4 separate regions of the Mus musculus genome follow, and all the other regions are linked to region 4. The links are chromatin contacts, called in public Hi-C and HiChIP or PLAC-seq maps. All regions are on one chromosome and are shown on one strand. The core of a region is the stretch at or near the end of the contact, and the rest is flanking DNA. Distances in the headings are between cores, read along the strand shown. Region 1 holds the start of Max (Max protein). Region 2 has its middle 31 kb from the start of Gm10451. Region 3 has its middle 15 kb from the start of Gm10451. Region 4 holds the start of Sptb (spectrin beta, erythrocytic).

Region 1 (2,700 bases), core at 173-2,672, 250 kb before region 4:
GGTCTACAGAGTGAGTTCCAGGACAGCCAGGGCTACACAGAGAAACCCTGTCTCGAAAAACCAACCAACCAACCAAACAAACAAACAAAAAACCCTCTTACCATCTTTGTCTCCCTTACAGCCCTTGACTTCTATTACGAGTCAGTGTCTGCTTATGACTGTGTTCTCATCACTAGGCTTGGCCACACGGACATTTAAGGCCAGCCTGGGCTAGGTGTCAGAAAGATTGTATTACACCACCAAGTTTCTGCACTCAATAGTCAGGGGTTAAATGATTTTTTACTCAAAAAACATTAACTCATAAATCAAACTCAAGACCGCACTCATTTTGAAGATCAATTGTAAAGTGGTAGTCTGGTTAATTTCTCAGATGACCTTATTATTACTGTTTGTTTGTTTGTTTGTTTGTTTGTTGTTTCATTGAGGACCTGGTGCACACTGAAAATGGTGACAGGGTAGTCCGGTTTTTGCTTTCAAAGCTGTGAAGTCTTTGAGGGGACACATCATGCCATTCCTGGGCTGCCACATATTAGATACTTAGCTAAATGCGGGTGGGGACAATGTAGTTACACTTCATACCTCGTTGCATTATGTATGACCTTAACTGGACAGGGAGCTGCACAACTTTCCCGTTTTGATTCTTTTTGCAGTTAATTAAAGTTCTCTATAAACTGGGGCACTCCCTAATCTGCTCCGGCTACAACAAACAGAAGGTAGGTTTTACTTGCACCTACGAGAGGTTTTGTAAACACTCAAGCCCAGCAAGGACAGTTCTCTCGGACAAATGAAAGCAAGATTCTTGAGATGAAGGACACCCGGCGAAATCGGTCCTTTAGTTTGTCCCGTAATGTCTCTTAACACCTTAAACCCAGATAACAGAGGGCCCGCGTGGGCATCTCGACCGCGCCCCCTGGTCAGCCACAGCGTGATTCCTTCCCGGGAGGGTTACGCCCCAGGGCGCAAGTGGAGCGACTCAAGCATTAAACGAGACAATGTAAAAGCAGTCTAGCCAAGAAGAGACAGTGTTATTTTGGCAGCCAGTTTCTCTCCCCCCGCCCCCAAACCCCCGAGCCTCCACCCAATCCCTTGGGCCGGGCGCCCAGAGCTCGGAATTGTGGCCGGCTCCAGGAGCCCAGCTCCCTCCACGTGTCCTGTCTTCCCAGCAGCCTCTCCGCCGCCTGGGGAGGAAAATCTCCTGACAACTCGCGGTCTGTGGACTACATCTCCCGGGAGGCACCGCGCCACTTCTCGCTGCCAACACCCGGGGCGCAGGCGCCCTGAGCTCTGTCAACAAGCGAGTCTGGCGAAGCCTGTGTGCGGTTCCTGATGGGATTTGTAGTTTCTCTGGCTCTCTCTCACTCGCCCATCCGACGCTCGAGGACTACAAGTCTCAGCTACCCCGGCGCGGTGAGCCCGGTCACGTGTTAGGGGGCCGATCGGGCGTGCGTGCCGCCGTTGATCCGGTGCTGCAGTGAGGTGGTTGTCGCCCGTGTTGTGTGTGCGTGAGTGTGTGTGAGTGAGTGAGCGAGTGAGTGAGTGTGTGCGTGGGGGCACTCGGCTTGTTGTTGTCGGTGACTTCCCCCTTCCCTCCACCCCTCCCCTCCCCGGCCGCCGCTGCAGTGGCCGCTCCCTGGGCCGTAGGAAATGAGCGATAACGATGACATCGAGGTGGAGAGCGACGTGAGTCCTGGGGCTTCTTCCTTTCCGTTCGGGTTGTCAGGCGGGGACAGCGGCAAGGGTTCTCAGCCGGGCGACGGCGGGAGGGGGTCGGGTCGCCGCCGCCTCCGTCCTTTTCTCCCCCTCCCCCCGGGGCCGGGACCGCCTGCGTCGCGCTCCAGGCTCGCTCCCCTCCAGTCCTGTCCGGAGAGGCCTCCTGGGACTGAAGGTGGGAGCAGACACGCGGCCTCTGGGACCCCCACATTCTCCCGTGGAGGAGGGTGTCGAGGCCTCCCTCTCCGCTCTGCCCGGCTGGGGATCCCATTATCCTTCCGGATCCTGGGCAAGGAGACCAGCGCTCAGCTCTTGCTCTTTGGGTCCATGAGCTCCCTCCTCCTGTGACCGGTTGATCCTTGGGGTGAAGGGGCTGGGAGTGCTCTGACGCCCTAGAGGGATCGAGGGAGAGCAGGCAGTGTTCCGGATCCCTCTTGTCCGGTTCGGATCCCAGAAGGAGGGGCAGTGCCTGAAACCCCCCCCCCCCCCCCCCCCAACTAGGCTACGGGATCTCGCTGGAGAGAGTGGAAGGGGAAAGAGGGAGGGAGGGGTGTCAGACTGACTCCCCACCCGCTGCTTCCTCCGCCGCCGGCATTTTCTTTCTTATTATTGAATTCGAAGTGTGAAAATAACTTCTGTATTTTCTATTTTTCTCTCTCTCTTATTCCAGGAAGAGCAACCGAGGTTTCAATCTGCGGTACGTCTCCTACTCTCCATTTCATTTTCATTTCCGTTCAGTTTTGGTTCTTTTTGGAGTCAGAAAAAGAGATCGTTCTATTACTTTTAATACTCTTGTAAACTCCTCTTAACCGCTAAGGTGAGGTTGAGTCTGTTGGGGTTGGAGGAGGGGGGCGTTGCAAATCCACATGATTCTTGATATTCAGGTGGTAGATTCTAGTGAGTAGGTAGGTAGGTAGGCAGGCAAGTGAGGAGGCCTGTGCTGTGAACTGAGTTGTTCTGTAGTGTTCAGTGCGGCGGAGATATGTGAGA
Region 2 (2,700 bases), core at 87-2,586, 240 kb after region 4:
ACAAAACAAAGCTGGGCCGTGGTGGCGCACGCCTTTAATCCCAGCACTCAGGAGGCAGAGGCAGGTGGATTTCTGAGTTCGAGGCCAGCCTGGTCTACAAAGTGAGTTCCAGGACAGCCAGGGCTATGCAGAGAAACCCTGTCTCAAAACAAAACAAAACGAAGTCTTAGTCATTTACCTTTTACGATTTGGTCTGTGGTTGATCTGGACATGGTTTTTGCATTTGGAGTGATATAGGGAACATGCGAATACTTAGGAGATCAGTGTCATGTGTTGAAAGGACCATGTTTTTTCCCAGTGAATGACATAGGACCTCAGGCTTAAGGCAGGAGACTGCTTATGTGTGGGTCTATCTAGGGACATCTTATTTATCTGTGTTTTTGCTGACATCACATGTTTTCAATTGTGGTAGTTTAAAAACTGGTAATTTAGTTGGGTGTGGTGGCACATACATAATGTGAGCATTTCTCCTAGGCTCCGCCCAACAGTTACCTAGCAACAGCCAGGTAAGAGTCTGGCTTGCTATAAAAAGACTTTGGCCTCAATCTCTCTCTCTCTCTCTCTCTCTCTCTCTCTCTCTCTCTCTCTCTCTCTCTCTCCTCCCTCTCTCTCCCCATGTGTTTCTGGCCCTGACTTTTCCCTTCCTTCTCTCCCTTTCTGTCCCCTCCTCTTTCTCTGCCTCTACTCCCTTTTCAGCCCCGCTGAGAGAGAGAGAGAGGGGGAGAGAGAGAGAGAGAGAGAGAGGCTGGGGTGGGGTGAGGGTGGGAGACAAACAGTCCTTTTAAAGCACCTTTTAAAGCAAGCCAGGCTCCCACCTGGCTGTTGCTAGGTAACTGTTGGGCGGAGCCTAGAAGAAATGCTAACACATATAATCCTAGCATTCCTGAGAGAGTCTGGGGCAAGAGGATTAAGAGTTAGGGGCCAGCCTGGGCTATATAATAAGATACCTGTCGATCATGCTCCAGGGATGGTACCACACCCAGGAGTATATGGACAGACAGCACAAATTAGACTCAGTGGGTTGTTTTTAAAAAAGGACCTGGAGATAGGAGAGTGGGGAGACAGGAAATGGATCTGGGAGAGTTAAGGTAGATATGATCAAAATGCATTGTGTGAAATTCTCAAAGAATTAATAAACATATCCTTTAAAAGAGGGCCTGTGCCTTTCCCTGCCGTCTCACAATACTGCAAAGAGCAGTAAAGTTCACCAGGTCCAGAATCAGTGCCCATTCCTCCAGCCTACTTTAATCTGAAAATACTGCATTGAAAGTCAAACTGAAGAACTGTGGTGCCGTCTGTATAGTCGACTATTACTCTGCGGCAATATAAATGAGTTGTAAAGACATGGAGGAAGTAGGTGTGGTGGCTCATGCTGAGGCAGGAGCATGACTGAAGGGCAGCCTAGACTCAATAACAAAACTCAGTCTACACATAATAAGATAGGTCGTTAAGGATGAGAGAGAAATGAGTCCAAGCACAAAGGGTTTCAGGCAAGGAAAGTTCCCGCTTGTTTGCTTTCATTGTTTTTTCCCCCTTTGTTTGTTTTTCCCCTTTCTTTGTTTTCTGTGTTGTTATGTTGCTTGTTTTGACAGAGTCTCCAGTAACTCAGGCTGGCCTCAAACTTGATATGTAGTCAAGGCTGGCCTTGAACTCCTGACCTCCTTCCTGCCTCTACTCCCAAGTGCTGAGATTCTAGGTGTACACTACCACACCAGTCTTCAAACTATTCTGTCATGGTGTTGTTATGTTGGACACGTGTGCTGTAAATTTGTCAAATCCTATATAACATCAATGTAGCCAGCAGATGGCTCAGTGAGTTAAGGCACTTGCCACCAAACCTGATAACCTGAGTCCCTGGAACCCACGTGGGGGAAGGAGAGGACAGACTCCTGGAAGCTGTCCTCTGATCCTTCTGATCTCCACACTGGAGCTGTGAAACCCCCAAAGCCAATGTCACATAGACCTAGACAATGTCACAATCCATCAGACCCTGCCACCACCACCACCAGCCCCACCCCCCTGCCCTCATGTTTGGAACGATACAGTTCACATCTTTTGCTCTTGTAGTGTTTCTGTCTAGGTTTTATTTAATTTCTGCTGCCAAACACCAGTTATCTACTTCTTGTAGTGTTTCTGTCTAGTAGGTTTTATTTAATTTCTGCTGCCAAACACCAGTTATCTACTTCCTAGATTGAACTAATTTTCTTTTTTTGTTTTGTTTTGTCTTTTTGTTTGTTTGGTTTCTCTGTGTATCCTTGGCTGTCCTGGAACTCACTCTGTAGAGCAGGCTGGTCTCGAACTCAGAAATCCTCCTGCCTCTGCCTCTGCCTCTGCCTCTCAAGTGCTGGAATTAAAGGCGTGCACCACCGCGCCCGTCTCTTACAAAGCAGTGGCCAATAGGACCATGGTTCAGTCACTGAACTTAGATGGCCCGCCTGGAGTACAGCTGAGCTCTGATTAGCTGAGTTTGAGGGCGAGTCTCAGCCTGTCTGTAACGCCCAATCATGAACATGCAAAATACTGCCAGCTGCTTGGGTATGGCCAGACTGCTCCTGCTTTCTGTTTTACACAGACCCTGATTATATTTGGGTAGATGCCTGCAGTGTTTGTTTCAATGACTTCCAGAGTCAGAATACTCCAGAATGAAGTCTTTTTAATCCACCATATGAAGACACCTGTTTCCACCGTGAGCTCTGTGTG
Region 3 (2,700 bases), core at 45-2,544, 250 kb after region 4:
ATGCAGTGTATACACAGGAGACTTGGTCCAGCCCGCGCTTGCTCTTTGGTTGGTGATTCAGGCTCTGGGAACCCACACACATCCAGGTTAGTTGACTTGGTTGGCCTTTCTGTGGAGTCCCTGTCCTCTTCGGGTCCCCAAGCTCCATCTAATATTTGACTGTGATCTTGCGCGCGCTCGACTGGCCAGGAAGAACGACGCTGCAACAGGATCCTTCTGCACACGTTTATTGGGAGAGCTTGATTGTAGAGGCGAAAAGACTTCGAGCCCAGAACTAGTGCTACTTTTATAGGCCTAGGAGGGGCGTGTCTCACACCCGGATTGGTTATGCATTAAGCCTCATTTGCATGTTCCTCATCTGATTGGCTACTCTCTCTCAGTACCTTACAGAACCTCATTATCATACCGCATTTGCATGTCTCACATCTGATTGGTTATACTCTCAGTACCTTACAGAACCTCATTATCATACCTCATTTGCATGTCTCACATCTGATTGGTTATACTCTCAGTACCTTACAGAACCTCATTATCATGCCTGGGCCAGGCAGTGTCTTTGCAAAAAACTTTACTGCATATGTACACATTGGTTGTTTGTCCAATCTTATGCGTGGTGGCCAGCAGTAGTCAGTGCCACTCAGCAACGGCACATGTGGCTTCCCACACTGTGAGTCTCTGCATCTCTTTCTATTGGCTGCTGGGTGAATCCTCTCAAAGGACAGTTAGGCTAGGTTCCTGTCTGCAAGCATAACAGAGTATCATTAATAGTGTCAGTTCTTGCCCATGGGATGGGTCTCAATTTGGGGCAGTCATGGGTTGGCCATATCCTCCATCTCTGTGATTTGTCCCTGTACATCTTGTAGGCTGGATACATTTTGAATAGAAGATTTGGTGGGTGAATTACTGTCCTCATCCCTCCACTGGGAGTCCTGCCTGGCTAGAGGAAGTGATCACTTCTGGATCCATATACCCCACTGCTAGGAGTGTCAGCTAGAGTCACCCCCATATATTCCCTGGGGCTTCCACCCACCCCAGGTCTCTGTGGTGTCCTAGAGATTGCCCACCCCCCACTTTCCCTTCTCTTTCCCCTGCTCTCCCTACATCTGATAATCTCCACCCCTGTGCCGCTCCCTCCCCATCCCTTCTCCCACCCTCTTTTGTGTTATCTCAGGTATTTGTTACAGCTCTGGGAACCAGGACTGTGACTCACAGCCTTGACTCACTCCGTCCAGCTGCTACCCCCTCAGACAAACAGAGACCTCTTTGTCTGACCTCACACCAGCTCTGCTAATCAGCCCTTGTTTCTGTGCTCCTTCCTACCACGAACCTTCCATGCTGACTGGCCTTGGGCACTCAGTGGTTTGTCTCAGCCCTCCGCCCACCCCACCCTAACCTCTGCACTCAGCTAGTCTTCCTTCAGTGCCTGTTTGCACATGCCTGGGGTCACTTGTGGGAAGTGATGAGATTTCAGGGCCTCTTGACCTGTGGAATCTAGAACTGCTTTTGAAGAGCTAAGGCCTAATGGGATTGCTTTCTTTAGTTAAATGAGCTGAAGGGGAACATCTGGAAGAACTCTGGAGGAGTGTCAGAAGTGCTCAGCCTGCCCCTACCTTTCTGAGACATCAAGAAGGAGGGAATCTCGGGCGTGGTGGCGTACACCTTTAATCTCAGCATTTGGGAGGCAGAGGCAGGCGGATTTCTGAGTTCGAGGCCAGCCTGGTCTACAGAGTGAGTTCCAGGACAGCCAGGACTACACAGAGAAACCCTGTCTCAAAAAACCAGGAAAAAAAAAAAAAAAAAAAAAAAAGAGGGAATCATCTCAATTGAGAAACTGCCCCATCAGCGTGGCTAACCTGAGAAACAATGAGACAGTGATGGGCAGTTAAAAGGTGGATGGCTCAACAGCTCCCTTCATTCTTTTCCCCTCGGCCCCTCAGTCTGCATCAGTGATGACCCTGTGTCACTGAGTATGTGGCAAATTTAATTTACCACAGTCTCCCTCCTGGGATGAGTGCTGTCCTGTTCTGCACAGGCCAAATGGGTCTGGGCTGACTATATTACAAGTGGAGTCCAGGGGTCTCCCTGGGAGCAGAGAGCAACCTCTATCCTGTGAACTCTCATGGCCTCTGGGCACCTTCATCAGCGGGCAATAGGCCTTTGCTTGCTTGCCAGCTGATGGACATTGAAGGGATCATCAGATTCATTTTCCTGATAAGGCAGGGTGGAGCTTGCACATGGGGGAGGGGTCCATGCTCGCTTTGGTCTTTGCAGATGTGCTCTTTCAGTAAGGCTGAGGCTGACTCGGAGGAATATAGAAATTACAGGGAAGGCCGTACTTTTCTAGGCCTAGGCTCCAAAGCAAGAACAGAACACCCAGCCTCACATCCATCCCCAGCTCAAGCAACGAAACAGATGAGGCAGGCGAGAGCTGTAATTAGAGGCTGAGGTGAGCAGACAGAGGCCTCCACAGAACCAGGGAAACCTCATCAGAGGAAGTTAGTCTCAAGAATAAAGGCTTCTGGGTTTGTTTTGGAACAAGAAGAGACTTGGGATTATGTCCTGGCCTCTACAACAAGAGACCTGACATTGGATTGGACCATCCAAATATTAAAGCTATAATTGCATGTTGTGGGCAGGGCAGGTTTGGTTTCCCATGGCCACATCCTGTGCTGGGTGGCAGTGCTACACAAAGCAGCAAGG
Region 4 (2,700 bases), core at 121-2,620:
TTTATTTAATAAGTTTATTCACACACGGTTTAAAACACATAAATACATAATTCCAACCCTCCCTTTTTCTTTCAAAAATAGATCAAGGATTTCTACTTGTGATATCTAAGTCTCAGCTTTTGAAGTTGGCCTGTTTTTTGTTTTTGCCAGGAATTAGTTCCTAAAAAGATGATTTTGAACTCAACAACAAGCAAAGCAAATGGTTTGGGGTGGTGCTGGAGGATATTGGGGAGTCCCAGGGCCTTTGGAGTGCTAAATGTGTGCTTTGCTTAAGATCTACAGCTCTTGCTCACTACAGAGAATTGCTAGATGGTCTGAGTGGGGGAAGGAGGTGGGAGGTCGCTGTTAACCTCTAGGATAGCCCAGGCCGGTGTGTCATTTTCCTTGTAATACTGATGCCATTTGGGAAATTAGTATGTAATAAGAACTCAGGCAAAAGGGGAGGGAAGAGTTCTATGGCTTTTTAATACCTGTGGATTTTGTCCCAATTAGCATTTTTACTGTCCAAATACCTACTCTCAAAAGAAGTGTGACGGCAGCAGGCAGTGAAATATCTTTTGCGTACCTTTAATACCCAATACTAAGCTTGAACATCTGGCAACTCAACACACTTTGCTCATGAATCCTAGAAAACAGCGTAATTATACACTCAAGCAAACAAGTCAAGAGAAAGGCTGTTTCCTGTTAAGAATTCCGGGGAGCATCAAAGTTAAAGCTCCCTTCTGCATCTATGCTCTTTTTAATCGCCACTGGTGTCTCCATTACACTTGCGATTACCCGGGTTGATAGTCTGTGAGAGACCATCCCAGGCACAGCGTATGGAGGGCCGCCCCTCCCCCCCCCCCATAAAAATAAAACAAGGAAAGGTACAGCAAGGCACGCAACCAACATTACAGAGCGATGACCTTGTATTGTTAAAAAGTCAAGGAAATAGCCTGCCTTGCAAGCCGCCCGTGTTCGTCCGTGTGTCACCCTCCCTAGTCGCAGATGTACTTGACACCCTTGGTTCTAGCATCTCCTCTGGCCTGCTGTACACCACCCTACCAAAGCTTGCAGTGAGAAAGCAGGGTCTTGCCCGGAGACCCGGGCTCACAGGATGGTGCAGGTGGGCTGGTATGCTGGCTTGCCTGTTGATTATGGACCCTGCAATATGCAACTGTAGGCTGAGCGCCACCAACCAGCACAGCCGGGTTCTCCGGGACAGTACCTTGCTTACAAGCAGGAGCCGCGGCCTCCAGCCCGCAGGCTGGGGGCGGGGGCCTCGGCCCAGTGCCCACCCCCTGTGCTCCCAGCGTCTGCTCCTACTACCAGCCGGTTGTAGCCGGCCGGGAGCGCGCTTTCTAACGTAACCCGCCCGCGGGAACAATCTGTCCCTTCCAGCCTATCTCCGGAGGGGCATTACAGCCGGGGCGCCCTCCTCACCCACCCTATGGCCTAAACGGGTCTTTAGATGTTTTTTCAAAACCAGATCGTAGTCTGCAGGGACGCTAGGCGGGAAAGGCTGGGAGGACTCCTTTTCGCCGCCAGCTTGCGGCTCCGGGCACACAAATTAGGCCGGAGCAGCAGAGTCGAGTCCTCTTCCCGTGGCAAGGGGCTCTGTGTGTGCGGGATCAGGGGAGGTGAGAGAGGACCCTGGCGTCCCAGGTCCCAGCGGCGGCGGCGCTAGCGGCTAGGCAGGTGCCCCCGGGCGCGCAGTCTGATTGGCAGGTGCAGGAGTGGGTGGGGAAGGCGGGCCTGGCGCTGCGGGAGGCTGCAGCCCCGCCTCCCCGCCCCCGCCGCGGGACTATCTGGTCCCGGCAGCAGCGATGTCCCCCGGCAGGAATGTCCCTCCTCAGATAATGTTATTTATATCTCTGGGCGGGTCCGCGGCTCCGCTGCACCAGGCGCCCGGCGGCCACTGTGCCAGGAGCCCCGTGCTGCCCTCCTCCCCCTGCGCCGCCGCCCCCGGGCTCGGGGTAGCCGCCGCTTCAGCCCCAGCGCAGGTGAGTCCCCGAGGGCCGCGCGACGGGAGGGAGCTGGGTGCCCCGGAGCCAGCGCCGGGGAGTGCGGGGCCCAGGGGGCGGGTGACGCGACAGCCCGGTGGGGGCCTGGCCCCGGGTGCCTAGCACGGGGCGGGAGGGGTGAGGAGCCCAGGAGGCCCTGGCGGCTGCGGCAGTCGTCACCCCGGGACGCGGGAACCCGCGTGGGTTTCGCAGGCGCTGGGCGAGCAGGGCGCTAGCTTTGGGAAGCCAGCTAGTAGAGTGTCGCCGTGGGGCACGGGGAGTGGGTTTGGGGGGTTTGTGCTCTTGGCCGCCTCCCCCAGGACCCTCGCCTGGGAGCAAAGTTGGGGGGGGGGGCTGCCTGTCGTCGGTCTAAGGACTGTCCGCGTCTGTGCCTCCTGCTGCCTGGTTTCTCAAACCCCCGGGCGTGTCGGATCCTCTTCTGGAACTTGGCTAGCGCGCTCCAGGGCTGCCCAGTGCCAAGGCTGGGAGGACAGTTCAGGGCAGCAGAGGGGGCCGGGCCTCAGGATGTCAGGCAGGACGTGCAGAGTGGCCCAGTGTAGACTGAGAAGGGAGAGATCAAGTGTCCCAGGACTATACTTCAAGGACCCCCACCTTTTCCCTTTGAGTTCCTTATCTCCAAGCTACTGCCCACTCTACGGTTACCCTTCGTGCCAGTTCCAGCAACTTGGCCCCGGAGAAATAGCAGAAAATGGAAGAA

Evidence for each region. Hi-C and Micro-C count contacts between places; a contact is called where the count stands out from the background. HiChIP or PLAC-seq counts read pairs in DNA pulled down with a chosen protein or histone mark.
Region 1: an H3K4me3 HiChIP or PLAC-seq map of embryonic stem cells shows a contact between it and region 4, with 16 read pairs. The contact joins the promoter of Max here to the promoter of Sptb in region 4. A contact is called at or near these places in 1 of 39 promoter capture datasets (fetal liver), 1 of 115 datasets of contacts at active chromatin or transcription factors (embryonic stem cells) and 1 of 9 other capture datasets (adipose tissue).
Region 2: a Hi-C map of embryonic stem cells shows a contact between it and region 4, with 1.7 times the contacts expected there. The contact joins the enhancer-like site here to the promoter of Sptb in region 4. A contact is called at or near these places in 7 of 39 promoter capture datasets (cranial neural crest, embryonic stem cells, hippocampal neurons and 2 more), 18 of 484 Hi-C or Micro-C datasets (the 3T3-L1 cell line, the AML12 cell line, the HPC-7 cell line and 12 more), 4 of 115 datasets of contacts at active chromatin or transcription factors (embryonic stem cells, pancreatic cancer cells and stem cell-derived neural progenitor cells) and 4 of 9 other capture datasets (adipose tissue, embryonic stem cells, liver and 1 more).
Region 3: a contact with region 4 is called in a FOXA1 HiChIP or PLAC-seq map of pancreatic cancer cells. The contact joins the enhancer-like site here to the promoter of Sptb in region 4. A contact is called at or near these places in 1 of 39 promoter capture datasets (hippocampal neurons), 5 of 115 datasets of contacts at active chromatin or transcription factors (bone marrow-derived macrophages, embryonic stem cells, pancreatic cancer cells and 1 more) and 3 of 9 other capture datasets (adipose tissue, liver and macrophages).

The regions. Positions count from the first base shown.
Region 1 is chr12:76,960,970-76,963,669 of GRCm38.p6, reverse strand. It overlaps Max (Max protein), which reads left to right and starts at 1,422. Exons shown (of 4, transcript NM_001146176.1): 1 at 1,422-1,680. The coding sequence starts at 1,645.
Region 2 is chr12:76,474,132-76,476,831 of GRCm38.p6, reverse strand. No RefSeq gene overlaps it. Among named protein-coding and RNA genes, the nearest start is that of Gm10451, 31 kb to the right of the region's middle. Within about 2 kb of position 1,336, at least 29 of the 459 cell types and tissues checked have an H3K27ac peak or open chromatin away from gene starts, as enhancers often do. A contact at or near this core is called in adipose tissue, embryonic stem cells and trophoblast stem cells, where this site is marked.
Region 3 is chr12:76,457,810-76,460,509 of GRCm38.p6, reverse strand. No RefSeq gene overlaps it. Among named protein-coding and RNA genes, the nearest start is that of Gm10451, 15 kb to the right of the region's middle. Within about 2 kb of position 1,294, at least 122 of the 459 cell types and tissues checked have an H3K27ac peak or open chromatin away from gene starts, as enhancers often do. A contact at or near this core is called in embryonic stem cells and pancreatic cancer cells, where this site is marked.
Region 4 is chr12:76,709,217-76,711,916 of GRCm38.p6, reverse strand. Sptb (spectrin beta, erythrocytic) reads left to right here and starts at 1,370. Exons shown (of 36, transcript NM_013675.3): 1 at 1,370-1,982.